Regions from separate parts of the Mus musculus genome. Here region 2 is linked to region 1. The links are chromatin contacts, called in public HiChIP or PLAC-seq maps. All regions are on one chromosome and are shown on one strand. The core of a region is the stretch at or near the end of the contact, and the rest is flanking DNA. Distances in the headings are between cores, read along the strand shown. Region 1 overlaps Gm30275 (a long non-coding RNA gene). Region 2 holds the start of Mmp14 (matrix metallopeptidase 14 (membrane-inserted)).

What was found. HiChIP or PLAC-seq counts read pairs in DNA pulled down with a chosen protein or histone mark.
Region 2: an H3K27ac HiChIP or PLAC-seq map of embryonic fibroblasts shows a contact between it and region 1, with 2.7 times the contacts expected there. The contact joins the promoter of Mmp14 here to the enhancer-like site in region 1. A contact is called at or near these places in 7 of 39 promoter capture datasets (the 3T3-L1 cell line, the HPC-7 cell line, cranial neural crest and 4 more) and 3 of 115 datasets of contacts at active chromatin or transcription factors (embryonic fibroblasts, embryonic stem cells and pancreatic cancer cells).

The regions. Positions count from the first base shown.
Region 1 is chr14:54,106,912-54,111,518 of GRCm38.p6, forward strand. It overlaps Gm30275 (a long non-coding RNA gene), which reads right to left. Exons shown (of 4, transcript XR_003951148.1): 3 at 1,510-1,633. It also overlaps Tcra and Tcrd. Among named protein-coding and RNA genes, the nearest start is that of Gm30275, 17 kb to the right of the region's middle. Within about 2 kb of position 2,025, at least 103 of the 459 cell types and tissues checked have an H3K27ac peak or open chromatin away from gene starts, as enhancers often do. A contact at or near this core is called in embryonic fibroblasts and pancreatic cancer cells, where this site is marked.
Region 2 is chr14:54,429,577-54,434,183 of GRCm38.p6, forward strand. It overlaps Mmp14 (matrix metallopeptidase 14 (membrane-inserted)), which reads left to right and starts at 2,022. Exons shown (of 10, transcript NM_008608.4): 1 at 2,022-2,397. The coding sequence starts at 2,290. It overlaps Mrpl52 (mitochondrial ribosomal protein L52), which reads left to right. Exons shown (of 5, transcript NM_026851.2): 5 at 6-174. The coding sequence ends at 152.

The sequences.
Region 1 (4,607 bases), core at 775-3,274:
ACCAAAGGCTCTAGCCTGGGGGGTGAGGGGGCTCAGCGTCAATAACTATTAGCATTTTCTAACCCCTAATGTATTGCCAACATTCTTTTTCATAGAGATGACGTGTCAAGAATCTTCTTTCCAAAGACTAATCTAAATTAATTCCCTGTGCTGTTTATATTAGAAGTTCTAAAAGCCATGCCATCACTGGAGGGGTGAGTGTGTCACCTTAATAAGCACTGGTCCCTAAGGTCCCTCGCCTGTGCCAAGTGAACATGTCTCTAGTTTACTAGAATAGCAGAAACAACAAATTTTTCATAGAAACCATTTTCCAGCAGACTTGATCAGACATCTGGACAAAGGCAACGTAAAAAAATCCACATTTTTTATAAAGGTTGCCCTTGCCCAGCTTTAGGAATGCTCTCGTGAAGGGCCTCCCCAAGTTAGGAGCACAAAAGTCTTTGTACCCACAGATGACTAGGGAAACCAGGAATGTTAAACACGCAGGGTGTCTCCTCAGTGGAGGAGATAAAATCAAATACCTGCATTCCACCCAGAATGAGAGTGGGTCTTGTTAATGACCTGGTGACCTTTTGCTATTTGTGGAACCAGACCTCACCCAAATGCCCCAGAATGATTATCCCAGACTCTGCACCACCACCCCCAGACCTTTGTCTTTAGCTCCCAGGTAATAAAACCTATCCTTAGGAAAGATATCACATCTACCTATGGTCTCCTGACCTCTATGCTATCTAGGTCAGAGACCATGCTAGATTCTAGTCTGTTAGCTATAAAACCCACCTTCGTGGTTACATGTACTTTGAGCGGGAATTTCTGTGTAATCATGCCTTAAGCTTTTTTGTGCGCCTGGAATTGGAATGATTGCTACCCGGTAATCTGTTTCCTGGAAATTTTATCCCAAATTGTACTGTGTTTAAATATACTGGCAATAGAATGCCTGCTGTTAGACTTTCTAGAAGTTTGATCCGGCCTAGGTCAGGGTGAACTGAGTCTTCATTCTTCTCTTTGAGGGTTGTTTCCCTGCTCCTGTGACACCTGCAGGGACCCCCTCATCCCAGGTCATAGTTAATGTGCCCTTTTAAGAATAGAGCTTTTCCTGTCCTTGAAAACTATTATGTTAATTACTAATATGAAGGGTAGTATTCACTTATCCTTGTACTGTCCATGTTGTCTACAGAAGGTTAGTTTTTATACTACTACTTTGCCAAGAAAGCCCAGTTCTCTTTATACTACTACTTTGTCAAGAAAGCCAAGTTCTCCTAAATGAATCTCAGGGATAAATAAGTTCATTCTTCCATTAAGGAACCACAGGGAACAGGTCCAGGAAAACTGGGGGAAAAGCCAGGGAATCAGAGTCACTGTCTTGCCAGAGAAAAGCATGCTTTGATGGGAGACAATATCGAAGAGCAGTTCTGCCAAATCATGGGTCTGAGAGAAGTCACTTGAGACCTGAGGAAATTTCCACCTGCTAAAGGAGAGCTAAAAGCTCACGGGGGAGTCAGAACTCACTTTGAACTTTGTGTGTGACTTTGGATAAGTCAGTTGAGCTCTTTGAGCCTCTGATGGCATCTGCACAATTGAGTTGATAGTTGGTTATCTCCAGGACTCCTTCAGTGATAATCGATGTCAGCGGCTGCACAGAAAGAAGATTTAGCTTATGGAACAAAGGGGTTGACTTAGACAGATTCCCAAGATTTGGGGAAGCAAAGATCCCTGCCCTGCTGATTCCTTTGTGTGACCCAATAAGAATATTTTTGAAAAAGAACTAAATGAAAGACACTTATCATCAATCAAAGGCAATTGAAAGTCGTTGTCAGTCTCACACCTACCCCGGGAGGCTTCCTGCTCACTTCCCTCGGGACACCCCACCTCTACTTTACTGCCTTGTCATGATTCTCAAAAACTGTGATCGCTCAAGGTTGAAGCTTTTAATCTCCCAAGTATAAAAGGATATGCAAATAGGGTTCAGCTTCCTGTTGAGTCCCTGCCAAGGTCTTAGCCTGGCAATTCTGGGAAAGGGGCCAAAGACCTCATATTTCTCAGCTGTTATTCCCTCTTCTCTGCCCCAGTCAGCAGCTGGAGCTCCAGGCTGTGCTCTGTCTTTAGTCTTACCTTTTCCCCGAGTCTTCTAAAGAAGCATTTTTGCAATGTCCCTGAAAGGATCTAATATACAGCTGGTTGCCAAGTAACCAGACAGAGCATTATCTGGCTACATTGGAGAACAGTAAGTAAAACCAGAAAGTGTATATTCATGTATTATGACCTCAAATTTCAATCTTATAAACTACTTGAGGTACTGATATTGATTGAGTCTGAGACTGGGATGGCAATATATTATCTGTATCACCACAATGAGGTCTTGTACTTGTATGGAGTATAAAGAAAGCAAAGTGTATAGGTACAGTAACAGGCCTGCACAGCCCTCAAAACAGAGGTCTGAAAACACAGGACACCTCACAGTGACACTGAGCCTGAAGTTCCACTAAATAGCCAATGACCTGAAGCATACTCCCATGTCTCCTGATTGAACACACAGGCATCGAGACCCAGCCTTTCAGTGGAACAGAGAACTCACTAATATTCCAGTGCTAATTTACACATCCCAAACTATATTAAGTATGAGCATGTATTAAGCATAAAATTCTCACTTTTTCTGCAAATGCTATGACCTATTTGTATTTCTTAGAACTTTGCTTCTGAAGATAACTCCCATCAGGACCTTCTTATGAATTCTCAGTTCCATTATAGGGCCATTCCATTATAAGTTAACTTTCCCAAGCTCTTTAGAAGTCTCTGTGGGGAGATTTCTTCTTTAGTGTCTCTGTTATTACTCTAGGCAACCAAAACCCACTCATGATAGAACACTAGTAAGAAAATTCTCTGTATACTATTGTTCCAAATCAAGTCATTCTTTGGTGTCTCCTTCGGAATTTATTCTCTCTGTCTCTCTGCCCCCCCCCCCTCTCTCTCTCTCTCTCTCTCGTGTGTGTGTGTTTGTGTGTGTGTGTGTGTTCCATTGCCTTTACCTTTTACATTTAAGCCCTTGAGTAAACTCTACTCAAATATGTCCATCCTTCACATTTTCCACATCTCAGTTCTGCCTCCCAGTCTTACAACAATGATCATCTCAGATTATTTGCAAAACAGTTTCTTCTTCCCTTCTTACTTCTGGGATTTTTGGTTTGCTTTGGTTTGGTTAAAGGTTCATTGCTCTGGGGTTCAAGGGAGATATCTTTCAGGTCCATTCCATCTCATAGGCTGAAAGTTAACATCCACCCCTTCACATCAGTGACTTGACCACAGCACAGCCCTGGCTTGAACTCCATCAACCTTATAATCCTTGGAAGTGCTAACAATTCACAGGTCTGGCTACCATCACTATAATGTGTCTTTAGAGAAAGTTGGGTCATTGAGCTAACTCTACTGTTAGGATCATGGTCGAATCTTAACTTGTACGGTTTCTGCCACACTCCAGAGCAAAGAGTTACTGTACTTGTTCTAGGGGCTTTAGGAAGACAGGCAGATCACAGGCCTTCAGTGACAAAAGAAACACTGACACTTTAGATGGCTCCAATTTCCTACCCCATGTTTGCTTTTCTAACACCACTGGTCCTCTTCAGTGTATTGATAGAAGGTCTGGTCTGGTTGATAATAACCTAGTATAATAAGCCAGCACCAGCCTGTGTTGATATGCAGACCAAGTGTAAAATAAGTAAATCTGACACAGAGAAAAATATTTATTTCTAATATAGAGAGTCCAAGAATACCATACAAAACAGATCTTTAAACACCCTATATTTCCAGCTAGATGTATTTATTGCAGTTCCTGTACATTATTTTTGAAAGATGGTGATGAAAATTGAGATTCTCTCCTCTGTGTTCTAATCAACTCATCTGTCAGCGCAGATTGACACAGAGGGAAAATGCTTTGAGACCAAAGCATACTAAAAACATCATAAGGAAAACTTGAAGAAAAGAAAGCTTTTTTTCTACTCTCACTTTCTCTCTTTCTCTCAAGATTGCTTGCCAGCAGGGCTGAGGATAGTTCTGCCATAGTCTTCAACCTCCACACCCCAAGCCATCTGGTATCCATCACATCTGGAAGAAGGCTCTCCTTGTTCAGCATTGTGAATGCCATTCACCCTAAATCCACTAGTCAGACCTGGGAAAGTCTGTGTTCCAAGAGAAGTGGAAGGTGGTGGGACACATGGGGCCTGAGTGCTGGGAAATGGCTCACATCGGCTGCTGACTTGGCCTTCTCTCTAGCTCCTTAATCCGGCAGATGCAGCTTCCTTATGAGGCACCAGAGGCCCAAGGATGTTCACATCCTGTGGTTCTCCATACCTCTAAAACCCCACATTTGAGTTCCTTTCTAGTTCAGAGAACCAGAGCTGCTGGCATCGAGCCAGTCAACAACAGATGTGAGCCATAACCACCAACTACCCAAGAAGCATCTACAGAGACGGGCATGAGAAGCAGCGTCCCAGAAATTCTCATAATTATAGTCCCTTCAATCATTTAATACCTGCTCGGAGAGAGAGGGAGAGGGGGGCCTAGTAGACTTTCTCCTGATGTTTAATTCATTCTGGTGGGAATTAAGACGCTTG
Region 2 (4,607 bases), core at 772-3,271, 320 kb after region 1:
TTCAGAGACGAGTTGTACTGCTGACACAGGAAATGGATGCTGGAATACAGGCATGGAAGCTCAGGCAGCAGAAATTGCAGGAAGAAAGGAAGAAGGAACATGATCTCAAACCTAAAGGGACTTTACTGAGAAGCCCACTTCCGAATCAATAAAAAGCAGCTCCTGCCCCACTTTCCCAGACTCTCTCTGGCTTTCTTTTCTATAGTCTGAATGCTTTATCAAGTCATTTTCCCCACCACTTGTATTGATAGCAAAAGACCTTAAAATCACTGCCTGCCAGGCTTGGCCCAGTGCCCTTAGTCCTCCCCATTCCAGTTCAGCCAGATCTTGCTCTGGGATCATTTTGCCCCTAGTGCTGAAGAACGTGCCCAGAGCCTTAACAAAAGCTAAGCACACCACCACCTATCACTTGGCCTGCTTGGGATTTTTAATCAACCACAAGCAACTGCTTTGTGAGAGAAGAAAGGGGCAGCAGCAGTTTCCCTGGTTCACCCTCATACTCTTGTCACTAAGAGACCATGCACAGCTCAGATGCATACAGTTGGCATTTAATGTTTTCTTGAAAAGGTCTTTCCACCTGAGGATCTTTTTCCTTTTTAAGACATGGTCTCACGGTAGCACTGGCTGTCCTGAAACTGGCCAGGTAGACCAAGTTGTCTGGCAATCACAAAGATCCTCCCACCTCTGTCTGGATTTAAAGCCATGTGCCACCATACCTGTTAGAAGTCCCTTTCTTAACAAGCAGCTAGTATCTGGGTACATGGTCCAGGAGACACTCACACTGTAAGGCAGATATAGGAAGGATTAAACTCGGGGTCTTCTGCTGAAGGAGTAATAATCAGACTTAAGTTCCAGAGGTTAAAGAGGGTCCTTGCTTCCCCACCCCCACACACAAGGTCGCTGCCCATGACCTAGCAACCATTCATTGTATTGATCGTGAGCCTCCCTTGGATTCTGGAGGCAAGGACCTTTGTTCCCGTTCCAGTGCTCCGTGTTTGGCTCCCATCATCCACCACAAAGCTGGCAGCTGTGGATCTCTGCAGCTTCCTACCTGGCTTTATTCCTGCCCCCTTCCCTTACCGCTTCCCTTGCTTGCTTTCCTTCCCTCTCCCCACTGCCTTCCTCTCGCTGACCAAATGCAATTCTTGGATCTTACATTTCGCTGATGGTCGAGTTTTCTGTCTCCCACACTTTTCCTGCCTCTGTCCCACTGCTGGTGTGTTTCCATATCTAGTTGTCAACCTCTTATCTGTCTCCCTCTCGGAGAGCCAGCGCAGCCTGGCCTCCCTCTCCCCTGTCTGCCTCTCCTTTTGTTCTCCCTGCCCAGCCATCACGGAAGCTGCGCGCTCGAAGGAACTGTCTCCACTGTAAAGACTAAAGGAAACTCCAAAACCCTACCTCCCATTCCTTCCTCTTCCAACAAATTTCACCACTTCTATCCATCGGGCTTCCCCCGATCCTGTGACCTTGAAGCCCTTTCCTACCCAGGCAGTTCACACTTAATAGAACAGCCAGATTGTAAAAGCCATTAATAAAGGGGTCGGTCCCCCAATTCAAAGTAATTGCGGTGGCTGTTGGGCATGTGGCTTTTGTTACAGTCTTAACTTTGGGGCAAGAGGAGGAGAAGGAGGCTGTCCACAGGTCTCAGCATACAACCCTCTTGTTAGTAAATGTCCCTTCTCCCAACCTTCCTCACTCGCAAGTTAGACTTCATGTCTCCACCATTCCTAGCCATCGGGCTTCCCAATACTTAAACACTCTCAAGTGAGACATGCTGAATACTACGGGAATCAGGCCACCCAAAAAATGCTTAGGAAGAGAAAGTCTTCCGCATCCCGTCCCCTGGGACACCCAGGCTCCTAGTTAGTTGCCGGCTGCGGCCTCAACCCCTGCAGATGGCAGCCTGCACCACAGAAAAGACAAACTTTTTTTTCCCCTTCTCTCCTGCTGTAATTGGATTCGAGCTGAAACACCACGTCCCCACCGAAAAAGGAGGGCATTGGGGCGGGGGCGGAGGAGAGGCTGTGGGAGAAGGGAGGGACCAAAGGAGAGCAGAGAGGGCTTCCAACTCAGTTCGCCGACTAAGCAGAAGAAAGATCAAAAAACGGAAAAGAGAAGAGCAAACAGACATTTCCAGGAGCAATTCCCTCACCTCCAAGCCGACCGCGCTCTAGGAATCCACATTCCGTTCCTTTAGAAGACAAAGGCGCCCCAAGAGAGGCGGCGCGACCCCAGGGCGTGGGCCCCGCCGCGGAGCCCGCACCGCCCGGCGCCCCGACGCCGGGGACCATGTCTCCCGCCCCTCGACCCTCCCGCAGCCTCCTGCTCCCCCTGCTCACGCTTGGCACGGCGCTCGCCTCCCTCGGCTGGGCCCAAGGCAGCAACTTCAGCCCCGAAGTAAGTGAGCTCCTCCGGCCCTTCCCGGAGTTTCGCCCGCCGGGTAGGCGAGCCCGGGGGTCTCCAAGGGGACAGCCCCCGCTGAGAGATGGGCTCTGGGGGGGCTCTGCTGCGCCAGCCTTTCTTTTTCTCCCCTCATCTGCAAACTTGCAAGTTGATCCAACTTTTGCCTGCCTCCAACAACCCCCCTTCCGCCGCCACCGACTCTTTCCCATTCCTCCCTTCCCTGGAAGAACTCTGCAGCGGGGCCCGGGCCTCGCTTTTCCAAGCTCTGCGCGCACTGTGGCACAAGGCGGGAGCCTCAGAGACACTGGACTCCGCGCCGTCCGGGCCGGTGTCACACGCGAGTTGTTCCTTCAGTTTGGCAGCGCTCAGGTGCCCGAGGCCCTGCACGGACGCATCCGTACCAAGTGGGGGCGTCGGGGGCGCCCAAGCTGTACCCGCCTCCCCTGGACCGCCCTCGGTGCGGGCCGCTGGCCCGGGCGTCGAGGATCGCGGCGGGCCGAACTTCCGCGCACACAAAGCTCTTCTTGTGAGCAGCGGGGCTCAGCCTGGCCACCTCCTCCCTCGTCCTCCACACCCCTACCGGCGCCTTGGGGGGCCTTTTTGTTGTTGATAATTATTTTTCTGCATTGATCGCGGGGAGACTAGGGGGAGTCGCTCGCTCGGTGAGTTAGTTGAGGGTTGGCCTGGGTCTCCCCTGAGTGTCCCAACTGACTCTGGCGCCCCCACCCCCATCCCTAACTCTTCCGTGACCATAGCCCACCCCGGTCCTGAAGGAAGCGGCATGGGAGTAGTCCGAGGAAGTTTTCCCTCCCTCTCTTATTTTGGGGTGAAGGTGGGAGACGGATTTAATCAGCTTCTTATTTTGGGCCATCCCAACCCACTCAGCCTGGTGAGGACCTGGGTGTGGTAGGGAAGGGCTGGGAAGGGCCCAAATGAAGGATACGGTCTGGATTTGACTCCCTCTTCTCTGGGCCCAGGCCGGGGCGCACCCTCAGAATGAACCTCTCCTGGGCACATGCTGCCTGTATCACTGAAGAGACCTGGAGCTGAAAGGCCAAGTGTAGCCCTAGGAGTCGGGCCACAGTTGTGCATGGAAACTGGAAAGAGTAAAATCCTCCCTGAGACTGGAAACCAAACCCAATTGTCAGAGAGAGGAGGCAGGCTCCTTTCCCAGGCCTAAAGCTACCATCTTAGCCCCAGAGAGTGCCTAACAAAAGGAGCCTCTGGAAAACTGCCCACTGCCAACGTCTTTTTTTCCCTCCCCAGCCTCCAGTAGGTGCCCTAGGGGAGGCGCGGCAGCCCTGGCTCTGCTCTAAGTGGGTCATGGTCCTCCCAGAGCCAGAACCACCATTTGCTTCTGGCACACAGTAGGGTGGGAAGTAGGGCGGGACCGATCCAGAGGCCAGGATCCAAGACTTGATGTTGAGCTGGAGAGCCCCCACCCTCTCAGCCTCCGAAAGTGGGAGATGTTCCTTGACTTTCTCATAGGGAATACCCTGCGGTTATTGATCAAGACAATGCCAGCCAACCGGGTCCTGCCACCCACCAGAGTTGCTCTGTCTTCCGGCCAAGCTGAAGGGAGAGGGGTTCTGAGGCAGCTAGATCCCTTTCACCGAGCCTCCACAGCTCCAGGACAGCCCTCTCCTCCCAGTTGGTGTGTCTGGTGCTTGTCCCTTCCCCCACTCAGCCGCAGACACCAGAGTCCTCTCCTGTGGTTCCAGTTTCATAGTCTGTGGTTTTGCCTGGCTCAGAGATGGAGAAAGAAACTTGCCCAGTCCGGGAGAGGAAGAAAATGATGGGGACAGTTTCTTTCCTGGCTTTGTGATACTCTTCCGGGGAGTCCTTTTCCTGACAAAGCATCCATTTTGCTCCACGGGGTACTGGGGCCGGGTTTATGAGTGTGCTTATTTAGACTTGCCTGCATCTCGAAAGGCTCATAGGACAGGGATTTATCCGGAACTCCTGTCTCTCCCGCCAGCCTCCCTTCTCCGGAATATTCTAAGAGCGGTTCCTCATCTGCTGAGGGTTGTGGACCTGGTTTCACTCCTGAGTTTCAGCTTGGGTGGGGGGAAGCCGGCCACTCCCACTCTCCCCTATCCCCAAGCCCGAAGCAGCTGATAGCCCAGCCGGGGTCAGAGCCTACAGGTGAGGCTGGGAGCAAAGGGAGTTTCCTGCATACTTGGCACAGGCCACAGCACAGGTCA